2 separate regions of the Anas platyrhynchos genome follow, and region 1 is linked to region 2. The links are chromatin contacts, called in public Hi-C maps. All regions are on one chromosome and are shown on one strand. The core of a region is the stretch at or near the end of the contact, and the rest is flanking DNA. Distances in the headings are between cores, read along the strand shown. Region 1 has its middle 7.9 kb from the start of KLF2. Region 2 overlaps EPS15L1 (epidermal growth factor receptor pathway substrate 15 like 1).

Region 1 (3,792 bases), core at 81-2,580, 39 kb after region 2:
TACATAATTTACTGGAGATGACAGGAGAAAAAGTAAAATGATGTATTATCTCTTATGTCCATTCGGAACAATTAGTAGTGTTGTAAGACATGCAAAGTTAACTGGTTTTAGAAGTGAGAACTGTGTTTGGGGTTTAATTAATGCAGGAAAAAAATCTGTTTGAGGGAACTTCAAAGAGCTAATCAGATGCACTTTTCTTTCTTTTTAATTTGTAAGATCTGTTCCAGTCTGAGTCAGCATGGCAGATGCAGATGGCTTTCTTAGCAGATTTTTTGTCACTTTGAAGTTCACGGTTTTTAACTGGGGGAGGGAGAGAAGACTGGACAAAGCTCAAAACCAGCCACAAGCAGAGAATTACTTAGAAGTGAGGAAGGGTTTTTTTGATTGTTTGTTTTGATTTTTTTAAATCCCCCTCACTGATGTGCACAGTATCTTTATGGGTTATGGTTTTATCTGATAAGTAGAGGATAAGTCACCAAACACTCAAAGTAGGAGTTCATATAGGGTGTAGGGTGGTAAGCCTTGTTTAACATGATGAACATGTGGGGTTTAGTTCTCCTTTACAGAATGCCTTCTTTGTACTGCACCTGTATTATTTATTAGTCATATGTCCTGCAGTTGTGTAATGGGAAATACTGGAGCAAGCATTTCATTAACTGTGACACTGTTAATTGGTATTGCTTGCTGCCTGGAATTACTTTCCCTGTTTGAATACATGGAAGTATGAATCAGAGCTTAGTGAATTAGCCAGTGAGAGGAAGACAGGCATCTTTGCATGATAGGCTGTATGTATAGAGCAGCTGATCTCATTTGTCTTCCTGGACTGTGAAGTCCTCAGACTTAGATCACTGAAGTATTCAGAATGGTATATATATTTTCCATGATCACAATTTGTTATATCATTATGATTAAGCTTTGAAACTTCAGTGAGATATTTTGGGACAGACTTTTTCCAGAGGCTTATGACCGTTGTGAACACTTTTTTTTTTTTTTTCCTTGAGCTATTAATGCCTACCCTTTTAGGATATTTATACATTTAAATTCCTGGATACCTCTGGGCTCAGGAGCAGTGTTTTGCATCTTGTAGAAAACGCTTTCCATTCAGAAACAACAGTTCAACTCATTTTTTTCATGCACCCTGAAAATTTACTCTGAAGTGTTGAGCTGATATGCCTTCAAAGAATGTCACACCTATTACTGACACTAAGCTCTATGGGGAAATTAAGTGCCAAATTTCAGGGTTGATATTGATCGAAATTATTCATACTGGTGCTATAGCAGATATAGTATACACAGCAATTACAGTTCAAGAGCATAACGCTGTTGAAATCCCTTGAACGGTTACAGCTATTCTTGAGCAATAAAATTCTTTTCAAGGGACAGCCTAGTACAATGCAACTTTGTAGAATGAGTTGTGAAATTTTCTTTTCATTTGCCACATAAAGTGCCAAATAAATGTTTGCAATAAAAATACAAGCCTGGGAAGAACGTGTTTTGCCAATTACAGCATAATGTGGGCTACAAAGAAGCGTTCAGAATGGAGTTCAGTATGGATGTTAGGATCAGGTTACAGCAGGGAAAAAGAGGGCATTAATTTGCCAAACAACTGCTAGGATTTTATCCCGCATTTGCAAGGAAAATCGTTGCCTTTGGAAGAAAAAAAAAAGAGATGGGGCTCGTTCTGTGCAAGCTGAATGTGGAGAGGAGAAACAGGCAGTCTTTGCTTGGCAGGCAAGCAGAGCACCAGGACTGCAGAACACAGATTGATGGTTGCCGATCCGCTCTGTGTGGTTGCCACATTTAGCTTCTCCAGTTGGCCAGCACCAGCGGGGGGGCACAGAGTGGGATTAAAGCTTTCGGAGCAGAAGTGGTACAAGCCACACTGGGCCCGGTGGTGACAATTTAAGGGGCCCTTTCTCCTGTTGCTCAAGAGCTCGCATGATTCACCCTGTTCCCTTTTTCTGAGTTTCAGATCACAGAAAACCGAGTTATTTTTCAGCATAACTTTTACTTCAGCCTAAAGTTAGATACCGAAACACTGTGCCTGTAACTACAGCTTCGCTCAGCCTGACAATGCTCTCCCACTTTTTAGTGGCAGTGTTTGCCGAAAACATGCAGAATGTGGACCATCGTGTTCTTTACTTCTTCTTGGGCCGTTTTCTGCCTTCTTTTGCTTAAAAACCACCTGCTCCGCGGAGATGGCAAAGTGTCTCATTCACATGAAATCAGCGCGCAGCAGCTAGCCAAGAGGCAGTGGCGTGTGTGAGTGAGAGGGGATCCTTTGCAGCCTTTATATACCAGAGTTATTTTTAACCACAGCCTCCATGCTTATTACAGTGTTTCCTCTCTCAGACGCTCAGGAAGCCCACTTGGCTCTGTTTCCTGCTAACATGCGGCCCTGGCTCGCAAAATCTCTGAGAACAACAGGCCTGAGACTGCTCGGCTCCATTAAAAAAACTGGCAACTTTTCAAGCCCTGACAGAAAACCTTTGAAAGCTCTGGATTTCCTCCAGCTAACGTATGAGGCTCCTACATCGGTGACAAATTAGACTGAAACAGCACAAAATGCTCCTATGTAAATAGCCTTTTTTTTTTTTTTTTTTTTCTGCGTTCACCCTTTTAATAGTTCAAACTTTATTTATAGTTATTTCTCGGGATGGAAAAAATATTTATATATATATATATATATATATATATATATTTTTCCCCAAAGATGGGTTCTAGTGAAATGTTTTCCTTGTTTGTTTGTTTGTTTTTTTCTTTTTCCTTCGAGATTTTTTGTGACGGTTTTCTTAGGCTCCAGGAGCAACCTTTCCTTCCTGGAAACCAGGACAAAATGGCTGTTGTGAGCTCTTCAGTAAAAGGCCCGTGTCCAGCGCTGAGTGCAGGTCTCCAACCGCTGCCATTCCACAACTATTAAATAATAGTTATAGCAGGCTCAACTGACTTCTGATTTCCTGAGAGACAGCAGAAGAGGTCAGTTGCACTTTATCGGTGCCTTTGCCCACGCGTTTCAGGCATAACGTTAGTCTGCCATGGTTTATTTTTTCTTGGGACTTTTTGCTGCAATTCCAAAGGGACTGCTGCTTCCAAAAATGCCTCCACGTATCAGAATAGATGTGACCTTCAACACCGAGAATGCTATTTTCTCCTGAGTTTACATTTTACAATACACTAGGAAATCTTACCATCAAGCAACGTCTCATGTCTGTCAGTAAGAATGACCTGGAATCGTGGATAACTCCAGAACAGTGGAGCTAAGTGATTTTCTAATGTTCTAGGAGCATTTCCAGTAGTCTCATCATTATCTGAGTCATCAGCACCTTAAGGATTATTTGTGCACCCTAGGCATGAACAAGAACCATCTGTACCATCTACCTGGCCTCTCTAGACCAAGTATTTATTGAGACGCTGGAGGCACAAACACGATCATTGCAGGAGCAGGTTCACTGGCATGGGATGATTGCCCTGCCCTGCCCTAGCTGGGCAGTGATGTGCATTTATTCTCCCCATTTTAAACATTCACAGCCTGGGCATGTAGGCTAAGGAACTGGAAGGTTCTGTTTGTGCTTAAAGGAGAAAGTGAGAGATAATTCATCCCGCCCTGGAGTGATATGGCCAGTTCTTGGACAGCTAAAGGCAATTGCAGGTAGTACTGTTCCAGCTCCACAAATTTACAGAGCTCTTTTTTTTTTTTTTTTTATATTATTATTATTATTTTTCCTTTTCAAAGGGCTCTCTTCAGTCCTTCGTTATTCTCATTCACACCCCTGAATCACTAGGTTATGTCTC
Region 2 (4,272 bases), core at 591-3,090:
TTTGCTTGTAGATACCTAGTTTACTCACTTTTGTTCAATGCTGTCAATAGCCGAATGGATTAATGCTGCATATTTCATCTATTCATTCAGTTTCATCCTCTCACGTGTCCACAGTAGAGTGATCTGAAACTGGAAATAATTTGTCCTAAAGCAATAGATTTTTCTTTGCACAGAAAGACTAATTCACAGTACAGCTGAACAATAATTATGTGTATCTGTTCTTATTTAGTCTGACCCTTTTGAAAGCAGTGATCCTTTTACATCTTCCAGTGTCTCTTCAAAAGGTCCAGGTAAGAAGAACATTTTTTCTTGTGAAGATGAATAAGTAGGTATTTCTTTATGAATGAAAAATCAAATGTTAAAGTTGAGAATAAACAAAGTATATTGTGAACTGGTGGTAAATACCATTGTGCTCTTACTATGTTTGATGAAGATAAAGCCCTCATGTTAACTACATACTTGGCTTTTGTTTTTTACTTTCAAACAACTGATAGAAAACTATTGCTCTGTGCAATTTTTTCTTAATATCACTTAGCAGGGTAAAATGCAAGTGTTTAATCACCTACCCAGTTTCATACCTTACTGGCAATAAGTTATTCAGAATTCTTGTGTATTATTTTAAATATTTTTTCTGCATCCATTTCAGATCCGTTTGGTACATTGGATCCATTTGGAAGTGGCACTTTCAGTAGTGGGGAAGGATTTGCAGACTTCAGTCAGATGTCAAAGGTAAAGGTTACAAGGAAAGCAAATGTCCTTTAAAATAAAAAATGTATTTTTTGTTTGAAGGGTGCGATAAGATTGTGTTTTTTGAGCTGACATGTTTCTTCTGCTTTTATTCTGATGAGTCTAAGTACTTAGAAGAACATTATTCATCTGTCTCGGGTATGGTTAAGTCTTACCAAGACCAGTAGATTCAAGGGGGGAGGGAATCAGTTTTACACACACATTTTCAAATACCAGTGGAGCAAAAGAACGAACCTATAAGCAGAGGTAGTTGTTCCAGATAAAGGAAGTTTGGGCCAAGCAATATATTGCAAAGTTCTGAGGTTCGCTTGGATGCTGCATCTTTCATTATATTCTAACTTGTTCTTAAACTTCTCCCTGAGTTTAGGAAACAAGGGGAGGGTGGAAAATATTGTGTGCTTATGTTTCACAGTTTTGCACAGAATTGCTATTTCTTGGTTTATTGTTATAAACAGGGTATAAAAGGTATTCTAAGTAGAACTGTCTTACCTTCTTGTCTGTATAGTCATTCTGCTGATATTTTTTTGAGGCAGACTTGTAGTTACAGTTGCCTAACTTTTTACATTTTGTACCACAATAACACTTGAACATTGTAGAGTAAATGTTTGCTAGAAAATGTATTACCTTTTTGGCTAATTAAACATTTTGTATTTTTTTCCTAACTTTTCTTACTGTTTTGTGGGATTTTTAGCTCCCCACTAGGTGGCAGCAGTCTTTACCTTTTCTGGTGTTTGGCTTGAATTGGAAGCTTTAGTGAAGCTCTGACTGAGCCTTAGGTTTCCCTACAAAGCTCCTCTTTTTCATTTCGGTATGATAAGTTTTCCTGCACAGCATAGTTTTTTGTGCCTTTTTAAATCACTAGTAGAGTCCTTTGCAAAAGCCAGATGAATATAAAATGATAAAGTTTTAGAATTTTCCCTGAACTTTTACAAAACAACAAATAGGCATGTGTAACTTAAGAAAAACTTGGGAAAAGGGTGTCCGTTCTGCAAGCTACCATGTTTTTCCAGTTACTACTTTGTTTCATGGCTCTGCTTATCACAGAGTGAAGGCCACACTGCAGTATGACTGTTCATTGCCAACTAATAAAAATAGAGTTTTACTTCCTTTTATTTTTCTTATCAGCTTTTTGCTAGGAGTAAAAGTTCTAGAAGTACTTAAGTGATTAAGCGTGTAAATATCATTTAGTGTTAATGAAATCCTAGTACCTATGACAGTAGATGTTTGTATCTTATGCTAGTGACATAAAAAATGAGGTCAGACCTACATAATTAAAGTTAATGTTTTTCCATGAGTTAACTTGTAGCCTCTGATACACCAGATTTTCTGCAATGTGCTTACGCTCTTTTTTTCTTTTATGTTTTTTTTTCTGTTGTAGTCAGTAGCTTCAGACCCGTTCACCTCCTCTTTTGGAGGGATGGGATTCTCAGATGACCCTTTCAAAAGCAAATCAGACACACCAGCATTACCACCGAAGAAAAATGTACCTCCACGGCCCAAGCCACCCAGTGGTAAGGAGGTTTTCTTTCTTAATAACCAGCTCCCCCAATTTACTGTATATTCTTGGAAGTAAGGACAAGTTGGCAGTCTTCTATCTCATATTTCAACCATGGAGGAAGGTACGAGATTATCAGTAAATTGTCAGGAATTGTCAAAAGAAAAAAAAAAAAGACTGGAACTCTGGAACCGATTGGAGATTCAACTTCAAGTTGTTTTCACTCCTAGAGCTGATTTGTCAAAACATTCAGATACCAGTGAAACTGTTTGAAGAACTGAAGCCACTTTAGAACTGTTAGTTTCAAGTCTACTTTTAACAGCAGTGATATAGTTCAGTTAATATTAGCAGTGAAAATTTAGTTGGCTTCCAAAAAAAAAAAAAAAGGGAAGAAGAGAAAAAAAAATAAAAAGAAGTTCAGGTTTCTTCATTTGAATAGGCACATAAGTTTACACCAAACATGGGGGTCAACGTCTAGAATTTGGAAGGTTTTGTCTACCTTTCTACTGGTCTAACAGTCATACATTGTCTGCCTTTATGCAGTTGTGTTTTGGAGAAAAACATGCACTCTGCTCTCATCCTGTTTGTGACAGGTATTGTTGTTCTGACTGATTTTGCAAACCAGCTGTGCTAGAACTAGCTCCTTGGATAACAAGAAACGGTTCTGTCACAGGGGTGTCCCATAGATTGATCCCAGGTTTGGAAAATACTGTTTAATAGAACAGAGTTACAAGCAGACCATTGCAGCAGCATTAATTTGTTCCTATTACTATGACTTTATTCCTCAAAAGATTATGATGCACACTAAAACCTTGAAGTCGAATGATGAGGTTCTGTGTAGGTGAGTATTGATGAAAATTTGCCAGAAAATGCTCTAGGATTATGGAAAAGTTCTTGAAGCAGTCTGTTCCATGCTTGCTTTGTGTAAGTATTTCCCACTTAGAGGTACTGGAGGGTATTTAGTAGTTTGAAAAAGATATAATATGTGATGTCAACAAATGTCAACAGATAAGACACATGTCAGTAGAAGCAGAAGTATAAAAGCTGAAGGTAATCTTACTTGCCATCACAAATGATGCTTTTTTTTCTTTCTTTCTTTGGTTTTCAATGGAGGTAAGTGACCATCTTTTTCTTTTCAGGAAATGTCTGCATAAAACAATTCAGTGTTTAAAGGGCCTCCATAGAGTTGAAAGAGTCAAGTACTAAATACACCTATATTATCTCTTTCATGTGGTTTCTTTCTATTTTTCGTTCGAAACATGATTATTCCTAGCAAATAGAGTGTTATACTAGCAGCAAAAATGGGCAATATATTCCATAGAATTGACTCACCTACATACTTTTCATTGTAGTATTTGTCTCTTTTCAACCCTTTTGTGCATATTGAAGAATTTTGGACATTTAGCTTTAATAATTTGTTTTGAATTTAGTTGTGTGCACTCAGCCTTTAATCCGTCTTTTCAAAAATTTGTTTAAATGTGTACTTCTTCCTTTCATTGGGAGACACAATATTTTTAAGGTTCCGCTGCTCTACCAAAAGCAAATGTTGTTATGATAAAATAGACTGAGGAGGAAACAAAGCAGGTTTTTTTTAAAAGCAAACGAGCCTCATGTGCTTATGCAGTTATACTCCTCCCTTCCTTCCACACTAAAGCAATCTTCAGTGGTTACTTAGAGCATGAGAAATTTTATAGTAATATACTGCGATTCAAACAAGAGATAGAAGCATACAAATATGTGTTAGAAATGGGAACACTGTTCAGAAAACAAACAACAGAAAAGAAACTTCCGTTGTTTCTTACCTTTCTCATTGGTCTGTTTAATTAAGAAAAAAAAAAAGTATGTGATAAACATCTTGCTGAAAGATGGATAAACGTTAGTTATTAACAGACAAATCTATAGGTTGCCTTTCTGGTCCCAGTTCATACTTGTTTTTGTAAAACTTGTTGAAGGGTCAGATCTTAATACTGAAAATTCATTGTGTGACTTGTTTGTTTTTTTCTTAGGTGCAATAGAGATTTCACATAAAG

What was found. A called contact is a pair of places that touch in the nucleus more often than the background predicts.
Region 1: a Hi-C map of skeletal muscle shows a contact between it and region 2, with 2.5 times the contacts expected there. The contact joins two enhancer-like sites. A contact is called at or near these places in 4 of 8 Hi-C or Micro-C datasets (F1 follicle, skeletal muscle and small yellow follicle).

The regions. Positions count from the first base shown.
Region 1 is chr29:2,407,876-2,411,667 of IASCAAS_PekinDuck_T2T, forward strand. No RefSeq gene overlaps it. Among named protein-coding and RNA genes, the nearest start is that of KLF2, 7.9 kb to the left of the region's middle. Within about 2 kb of position 1,331, at least 2 of the 8 cell types and tissues checked have an H3K27ac peak or open chromatin away from gene starts, as enhancers often do.
Region 2 is chr29:2,368,466-2,372,737 of IASCAAS_PekinDuck_T2T, forward strand. EPS15L1 (epidermal growth factor receptor pathway substrate 15 like 1) reads left to right here. Exons shown (of 24, transcript XM_027472004.3): 20 at 230-290; 21 at 647-729; 22 at 2,126-2,258. Among named protein-coding and RNA genes, the nearest start is that of EPS15L1, 20 kb to the left of the region's middle. Within about 2 kb of position 1,841, at least 3 of the 8 cell types and tissues checked have an H3K27ac peak or open chromatin away from gene starts, as enhancers often do.